Linked DNA regions of Sus scrofa: region 2 is linked to region 1. A link is a contact called in public Hi-C data. All regions are on one chromosome and are shown on one strand. Each heading gives the region's core, a stretch centred on a gene start, on an enhancer-like site or on the middle of the called end of the contact. The rest is flanking DNA. Distances are from core to core; before and after follow the strand shown.

What was found. Hi-C and Micro-C count contacts between places; a contact is called where the count stands out from the background.
Region 2: a contact with region 1 is called in a Hi-C map of liver, with 2.0 times the contacts expected there. The contact joins two enhancer-like sites. A contact is called at or near these places in 12 of 47 Hi-C or Micro-C datasets (alveolar macrophages, embryonic fibroblasts, fetal skeletal muscle and 8 more).

Annotation. Positions count from the first base shown.
Region 1 is chr8:112,545,192-112,548,960 of Sscrofa11.1, reverse strand. All of the region lies in intron 4 of MCUB (calcium uniporter regulatory subunit MCUb, mitochondrial), which reads left to right. Among named protein-coding and RNA genes, the nearest start is that of CASP6, 28 kb to the right of the region's middle. Within about 2 kb of position 1,625, at least 2 of the 83 cell types and tissues checked have an H3K27ac peak or open chromatin away from gene starts, as enhancers often do. A contact at or near this core is called in liver, where this site is marked.
Region 2 is chr8:113,421,417-113,425,185 of Sscrofa11.1, reverse strand. No RefSeq gene overlaps it. Among named protein-coding and RNA genes, the nearest start is that of OSTC, 24 kb to the left of the region's middle. Within about 2 kb of position 1,940, at least 6 of the 83 cell types and tissues checked have an H3K27ac peak or open chromatin away from gene starts, as enhancers often do. A contact at or near this core is called in liver, where this site is marked.

The sequences.
Region 1 (3,769 bases), core at 376-2,875:
CTAAGATATTGAATGTAGTTCCCTGTGCTTTAAAGTATGTCCTCGTTGTTTATCTACTTTATATGTAGTCGTATATATATTTAATCCCAAATTCCTGATTCATCTCTCTCCCACCGTTTTATGTTTTTTTTAATGGGTTTCAATAAGTGTATAATGACATGTGTTCGCCGTTGTAGTTCCACTGCCCCCCAGAGTCCTCCCTTCTCTGCTGCTTCGTTTCTACCTGCCCCTTAACCTCTGGCAACCACCAGCCTTTTTACTTTCTCCCTAGTTTTGTGTTTTCGGAATGTTAAATATTGAAATCATAAATTATGTAAGTTTTTTCAGACTTCACTTCTTTTTGCTGAATTGTATGCATTCAAGTTTTTGTTTGGTTGGTTTTTTGCCTTTTTATGGCTGCAGGTGAGGCATATGGAAGTTCCCAGGCCAGGGGCTGAATCAGAGCTGCAGCTGCCAGCCTACACCACAGCAACATGGGATCCAAACTGCATCTGCGACCTGCACCACTGCTCATGGCAATGCCGGATCCCTGACCCGCTGAGCGAGGCCAGGGATCAAACCCGTATCCTATAGATCCTAGTTGGATTTGTTGCTGCTGCACCACGACAATAACTCCGTGCATTTAAGTTTTCTTCATGTCTCTTCATGGCTTGATAGTTCATTTCTTTTTAGTGTTGAATAATATTCTATTATCATGGATGTATCACTATTTATTTCTTCATTCACCTACTGAGGGATATCTTGGATGTTTCCAAGTTTTGACAATTATGAATAAAGTGGCTATACACATCGGTGTGCAGGTTTTTGTGTGAACATAAGTTTTCAGTTCATTTGGGTAGATACCGAGGAGCATGATTGCTGGTACACAAAGTAAGGGCATGTTTAGTTGTGTAAGAAACCGGCAGACTTTCTTCCAAAGGAGGTGCGTCGTTTCGCATTCCCGTCCCCAGGGAATGAGGGCTCCTGTTGCTCCATATCTTTGCCAGTGTTTAGTGTCCGCGTCGTGGATTTGGGCTCTTCTAATGTGAAGTAGTAGCAGCTCATTGTTTCAATTTACACTTGTCTAATAACGTATGATTTCAAATGCTTGCTTGCCATCTGTATATCCTGTTTGGTGAGGTGTCTGTTCTGTCCTTTTGTCCGTTTTCTAAGCAGGATGTTAATTTTCTTCTTGTTGGTTTTGGACTTCTTTGTATATTTTGGAATCACAATTCATTATCGTATCTCTCTTTGCAAATATTTTCTCCAGCTCTGACTTGTTTTCTCATTTGGTTGGTATTGTCTTTTGCAGAGCAGAGGTTTTGCATTTTAATGAAGTCTAGCTTAACGATTTCTTCCATGGATCAGGCTTTTGGTGTTATATCTAAAAGAGTCATCGCCGTACCCGAAGTCATCTAGAGTTTATCTTCTAGCAGTTTTCTAGTTCTGCATTTTATATTTAAGCCTATAATGCATTTTGAGTTAATTTTTGTGGAGGGTGTAAAGTCTGAGTCTAGATTCATTGTTGTGCATATGAATGTTCAGTTCTTACTAGCACAGTTTGTTGAAAACACTGTCTTTGCTCCACTCTGTGCCTTTGCTCCTGGATCAAAGATCAGTTGACCGCATTTATTTGGGTCTATTTCTGGGCTCTCGAATTTGCTCCATTGATCTCTCTGGCCTTTCACCAGAACCACAGCCTTGACACTGTAGTTTAGAGTAAGCCTGGAAGCTGCACAGTGTCAGTCTCTGCCTTTATTCTTCTTCAGTACTGAGTTGGCTGTTCTGAATCTTTGGATGCTGCATATAAATTTTAGAACCAAATTTGTTGATTTCCACAAAACATTGCTGAGCTCTTGATTGAGACTGCATTGAATTTATAGATAAAGTTGGGAAGAACTGATGATAGCTGGATAATAATTGAGTCCTTCTATCCATCAGCAAGGAATATTTCTATTTATTTAGCTTTTCTTTGATATCTTTTATCAGAGTGTGTAGTTTTTCTCACAGAGATCTCATACATTTTTTGTTAGATTTATGTCTAAGTTTTTCAATTTCTTTTGGTGCTAATGTATTTGCTGGTGTGTTTTTGATTTCAAATTCCACTTGTTCACTTCAAGGATATGATATAATTGACTTTTATATACTAACCTTGTATCTTGTCACCTTGTTATAATTGCTTATTACTTCCAGGAGTTTTTTGGTCCATTTTCAGATTTTCCACATAGACAATCATGTCATCTGTGGACAAAGACAATTTTATTTCTTCCTTCATAATCAACTTTTATTTTCTTAATGTATTAGCGAGGACTCGCAGTATGATTTTTCAGTGATGAGAGGAAATACTTTACCCTTTTCTTGGTCTTCGCAGGAAGGCATCAGGTTTCTCACATTAAATATGATGGAGTTTTTTCTTTGTTTTTCAGTTTGGGAAACTTTTATTGACATCCTTAATCTCAGAGATTATTTCTTAGCCCTGCACTACTACTAATGAGTCCATGGAAGGCATTTTTTATTCTGTTGTAGCAGCTTTTGATCTCTAGCATTTCATTTTGATTCTTTCATAGAAATTTCAATTCTCTGCTTACGTTACTTCTCTGTTCTTGCATCTTGTCTGCTTTGTTCAGTAGAGCCCTTGTCATATATTATAGTTATTACTTCAGATTACTCTATTATTCCAGTATTCCTGCTATATCCAGCTCTGGTCCTGATGCTTGCTTTGTCTGTTCAAACTGTGTTTTTGCCTTTAGGTATGCCCTATAATTCTTTTTTTTTTTTTCTTCTGTCTTTTGGATTTTTAGGGCTGCACCTGCAGCACATGGAGGTTCCCAGGCTGGGGGTCTCATCAGAGCTGTTGCTGCCAGCCTTCGCTACAGCCACAGCAATGCCAGATCCAAGCCATAGGTGCGACCTACACCACAGCTCACGGCAACGCCGGATCCTTAACCCACTGAGTGAGGCCAGGATCGAACCCACAATCTCATGGTTCCTAGTCGGATGCATTTCTGCTGCATCAAGACAGGAACTCCTGCCCTGTAATTCTTTGTTGAAAGCTGAACACTATATACTGGGTAAAGGGAGCCATGGCAAACAAGCCTTTAATGGTATGACTGTAAGGTGTGTGTTGGGGGGGGATGTGTTCTCTAGTCCTATCATTAGGTCATTCTTTCATTCTTTCCTGAGCCTGTGCCCTGGACAGTGAACTCCATGTCTTTCTGAGGGTTAAAAATAAGGACGGCTAGAGGGTGCTAGAATTGGGTATTTCCCTTCCCGCAGATGAGTCAGATGCCTTTAAAATCCTCTGTAGGTAGGCGCTGGTAAAAATGATTTCTCGGAGGGCCGGCCTGATTAAGAACAAGATGCTCTGGTGTATTCGAGAGTGGCTGTTTCTCCAGCACAGGGTCTTCCTCTCTGACCTTCACCATGAGATCCTGGTAGAACTCCTGGGGGTACAGCTCCCGGAAGAGTGGGCATGCCCCCATAAAACTGGGGGCAACTGTAGTCTTTAACTCAGAGTTGCCTCCACCAAACCTGTAGTAACCGGTCAGTTACAGTTCCCTGGGATCCGTGAAGGATCCTGCTCTGCTATGTTGTGATTCTCTGGACTCGCCCATCCATCTCTCCAGTTTCGTGTGCAGCAGTTTGTCCTGTGATCTCAGTTTTCTCACAAATCCAAGAAGACTATTGATTTTCAGTTTGTTCAGCTTGGTCATTACTGGGACAGAATGAAGACTTCCAATTTCCTATAGACCCACCGAAGTGGAAGGATGAGAGAAATCCATCATCAAAA
Region 2 (3,769 bases), core at 691-3,190, 880 kb before region 1:
TTAAGTTAGGAGTGCCCCAGTACTACAATTAACTTCTTTATTTGTAAAATAAATGGACTGGATCAGATGACTGCTAATGCCTCTTTCACCTTTGATATTCCTTTCATCTCTAATTTTCTGCCACGTGGGTTTTCTATTGTTTTTAAAATTTTTTGGCCATGCCTGTGGCATTCGGAAGTTCCTGGGCCAGGGGTCAAACCCATGCCACATCAGCGACCTGAGGTGCTGCAGTGAAAACTTGGGCTCCTTAACCTGCTGTGCCGCAAAGGAGCTCCATGGGCTTTCTAATCAGTATCTGCAGGGCTGCAAATGAATTCCATTTGACCAGCAGATGGGGCTCTTGATAATAGAATAAGACGAAACATGTATTGAGCACCGACCATACACCAGGCCTAGGTGCAGTCCTGCTGCTGCCTCAGATTTACATGACCGTGTTCTCAGGCCTATCTCTTTCTTTCTTTTTTTCTTTTCTTTTTTGCCATTTTCTTGGGCCGCTCTTGCTCTCGGGCGGCATATGGAGGTTCCCAGGCTAGGGTCGAATCGGAGCTGTAGCCACCAGCCTCCGCCAGAGCCACAACAACGCAGGATCCGAGCCGCATCTGCAACCTACACCACAGTTCAAGGCAACGCCGGATCGTTAACCCACTGAGCAAGGGCAGGGACCGAACCTGCAACCTCATGGTTCCTAGTCAGATTCGTTAACCACTGCGCCAGGACGGGAATTCCCTCCCCTCAGGGCCTATCTCAAATGCTTGTTTTGACATGTAAGAAAAGCTTTCGAAAGGAACACCTGCCATTTTACTAAGAAGGAGCTTTTCCCTGTGTGATTACTGAGGCCCCTCCCAATGCTAAGTGCCACGATTTGAGGCCCAGAATTAAGTGACCTTAGGAGCTTAGGACTCCTTTGCAAAGGACCTGTTCTATCTAATCATCTGTGGCTTTCAAATACCTCCCAGGAACTCAGGAGCTAGAAACTGGCCTCTTATTAAGGATTTTGTGATCATAAATAGGATACAGAAGCTACAGAGAGTTCAAGAATATTTTCAGTTTACATGCAGTTTTTTTTTTTGGCTGCGCTTGCAGCCCGCAGATGTTCCTGGGCCTGGGCTCGAACCCACACCACAGCAGTGACAGCTGCTGGATCCTTAACTTTCTGTGCTGCCAGGAAAAACTCCTACATATACATTTGTTATACCTAAAATCTTTTATCCACAATGTAACAATAATACTAATACCATCTTTGCCTTACCCCCAGGTATCAACTACATGATGCTTCAACATAGGAAGTAGAATAATCCAGAAGTTTCTGAACTTTTGTTCTCTCTTTGTGTCTCTCTAAGCTCTCTTACAGTTTTCCAGTATCGATTATTATTACTTTATAAAAAGCCACCATGAATTATAGGGTGGTCATTATACTGTAACATTTCTAAGGAAAAGAAGTCGCAAAATAAGAGCTGCCTGGAGTTCCTGTTGTGCGCCAGTGGAAATGAACCTCACTAGCATCCATGAGTTCTTGGATTTGCTCCCTGGCCTTTCTCAGTGGGTTTAAGGATCTGGTGTTGCCCCATGCTGTGGTGTATGTAGGTCACAGATGCGGCTTGGATCTGGCCTTGCTGTGGCTGTGGCACAGGCTGGCAGCTGCAGCTCTGATTGGACCCCTGGCCTGGGAACTTCCATATGCAGTGGGTATGGCCCTAAAAAAAGCAAAAAAAAAAAAAAGATAGGAGCTGCCCTGCTGCTGGCAAGCCCATTTAAAACTGCTTCAACAATCAAATAGAAGATTTGCCAAATATTTAAATAACCTCTCAAAAGTAGGCCAGGACAAACCAGTAGTTCTTCCATTGACTAAGCTTGGACATGCGTCCTGTCATGAGAGGTGATGTTCCCGCCTCGCTGAGGCTCCAGAGGTTGAGTAACCTGTGCAGGTCTTTGCAACGAGCTCGTCCTCCCAGGGACCACATGGCTGGAGGTCCCTGCCCTGTTCCGTGCCCTGTCAGCACTTTGATAAGAGCAGGCAGGTGCACCAGAAAAAGCTGAATCCTAACTGTGTCTAGGGGTTTGGGGGGTCTAGCCTGTGAAGATGTGCTGTTTCTTTTTCTCCCCCTTCCATCCCCTGCGGACCCCCCAAATGTTACATAATGTGGCTGTTACTAAAGTAAAACTTTAATAAGGAAATTGCCTCTGTATCAAGGAGGTTTGTTGTTTCCCTTGTCTTTGGAATTTATCTTGGATCTTTTCCTCCGAGTATGTTAATCAGTGTTTCTGAGCAGACAGGGAGTAAACAGGGAAAGTGCTGATTCACTAGCCTTTGCACAGCGCTCCATTCTCTAGGACATTTAACCTTTTAAACGCCTAAGTCTTGTCCTTGAAAGGAATTGTTTTTTTTTGTTTGTTTGTTTTTTACTGTGGAAATCATTCAAGGAAGTGTGGGTATTAAAAGAAGCTAACATCAGGAGTTTCCTGGTGGCCTAGTGGGTGAAGGATCCGGTGTTGTCACTACTATGGCTTGGGTCATTTCTAGGGTATAGCTTCCATCTCTGGCTCAGGATCTTTTGCAGGCTGCAGGTGCAGCCAAAAAAAAAAAAAAAAAAAAAGTAGCTAGTATTTATTGAATTAAATTAATTAATAAATTAATTTATGTCTTTTTAGGGCCACACCCGTGGCATATGGAGGCTCCCAGGCTAGGGGTCTAATCGGAGCTGTGGCTGCCAGCCTACACCAGAGCCATAGCAATGCCAAATCCAAGCCACATCTGCGACCTAGACTACAATTCACGGCAATGCTGGATCCTGGACCCATGGAGCAAGGCCCGGGATTGAACCCACATCCTGATGGATACTAGTTAGATTCGTTTCCGCTGAGCCACGGCAGGAACTCCCACTTTAAGCTTCTTGAGGCAGAACCTGGTCCCACACACTGGGCTGTATGCAGTGCTACACAAATCAGAGGGGTTCGGTAAATCCTCTGTAATGATGGTCACATTATTTGCTTATTTATTCACTTGTTCTTTTTCTTCTCTCTCTCTCTTTTTTTCTTTTTTCTTTTCCATGTGCAGTGGCTTGATGGTGGAATCTCAGTCCCCAGACCACAGATTGAACCGGGGCTGCAGAAGTGAAAGTGCCAAGTCCTAACCACTAGACCACCAGGGAACTCCCTCTTTTCACTTTTATTATGGAAATTTTAAACACAAAAGAGGTGAAAGAGGAATGATTAATATAATAAACCTCTCCTCTCCCATTACTCAACTTCACCCATTATAAACTCAGGGCCAGTTTTATTTCAAAGATACCCACCCCATCCCCTACTCCCATCCCAGATTAATTTGAAATGAATCCCAGAGATATAACTTTTTTTGTGAAAAAATAATCTTTTGGAAAAAGGGCTTCTTTTGTGAGTGGCACACGTAGGGCAACTCACTTGCTCTGCGTGTGGAATGGACATTAAGAGATTTTGGAAGCTTAGTTTTTTGGTATCTGGGTAGCTGGTGATCGTTGGTCCTGGAGCCCCTGCTCTAAAAGTACGGAATAAAAGAGCACTTGCGGTCTAAAATAATAATAATAATAACAATTTTGAATAAACAAATGTATTAGAATATAGTTATTAGGCCAGAACTACAATATTCATTTGAGATTCCATAAATATCGTCACATTTCACAAATTGTTATGAGAGGGAAGAGGACTTCTATGAGTCTAGCTCAAATACTATAATTCTGATCCTATTTAAATCCTGTCACTATTCTTCTCTTGACATGTTTACTTGGTTTTTTTG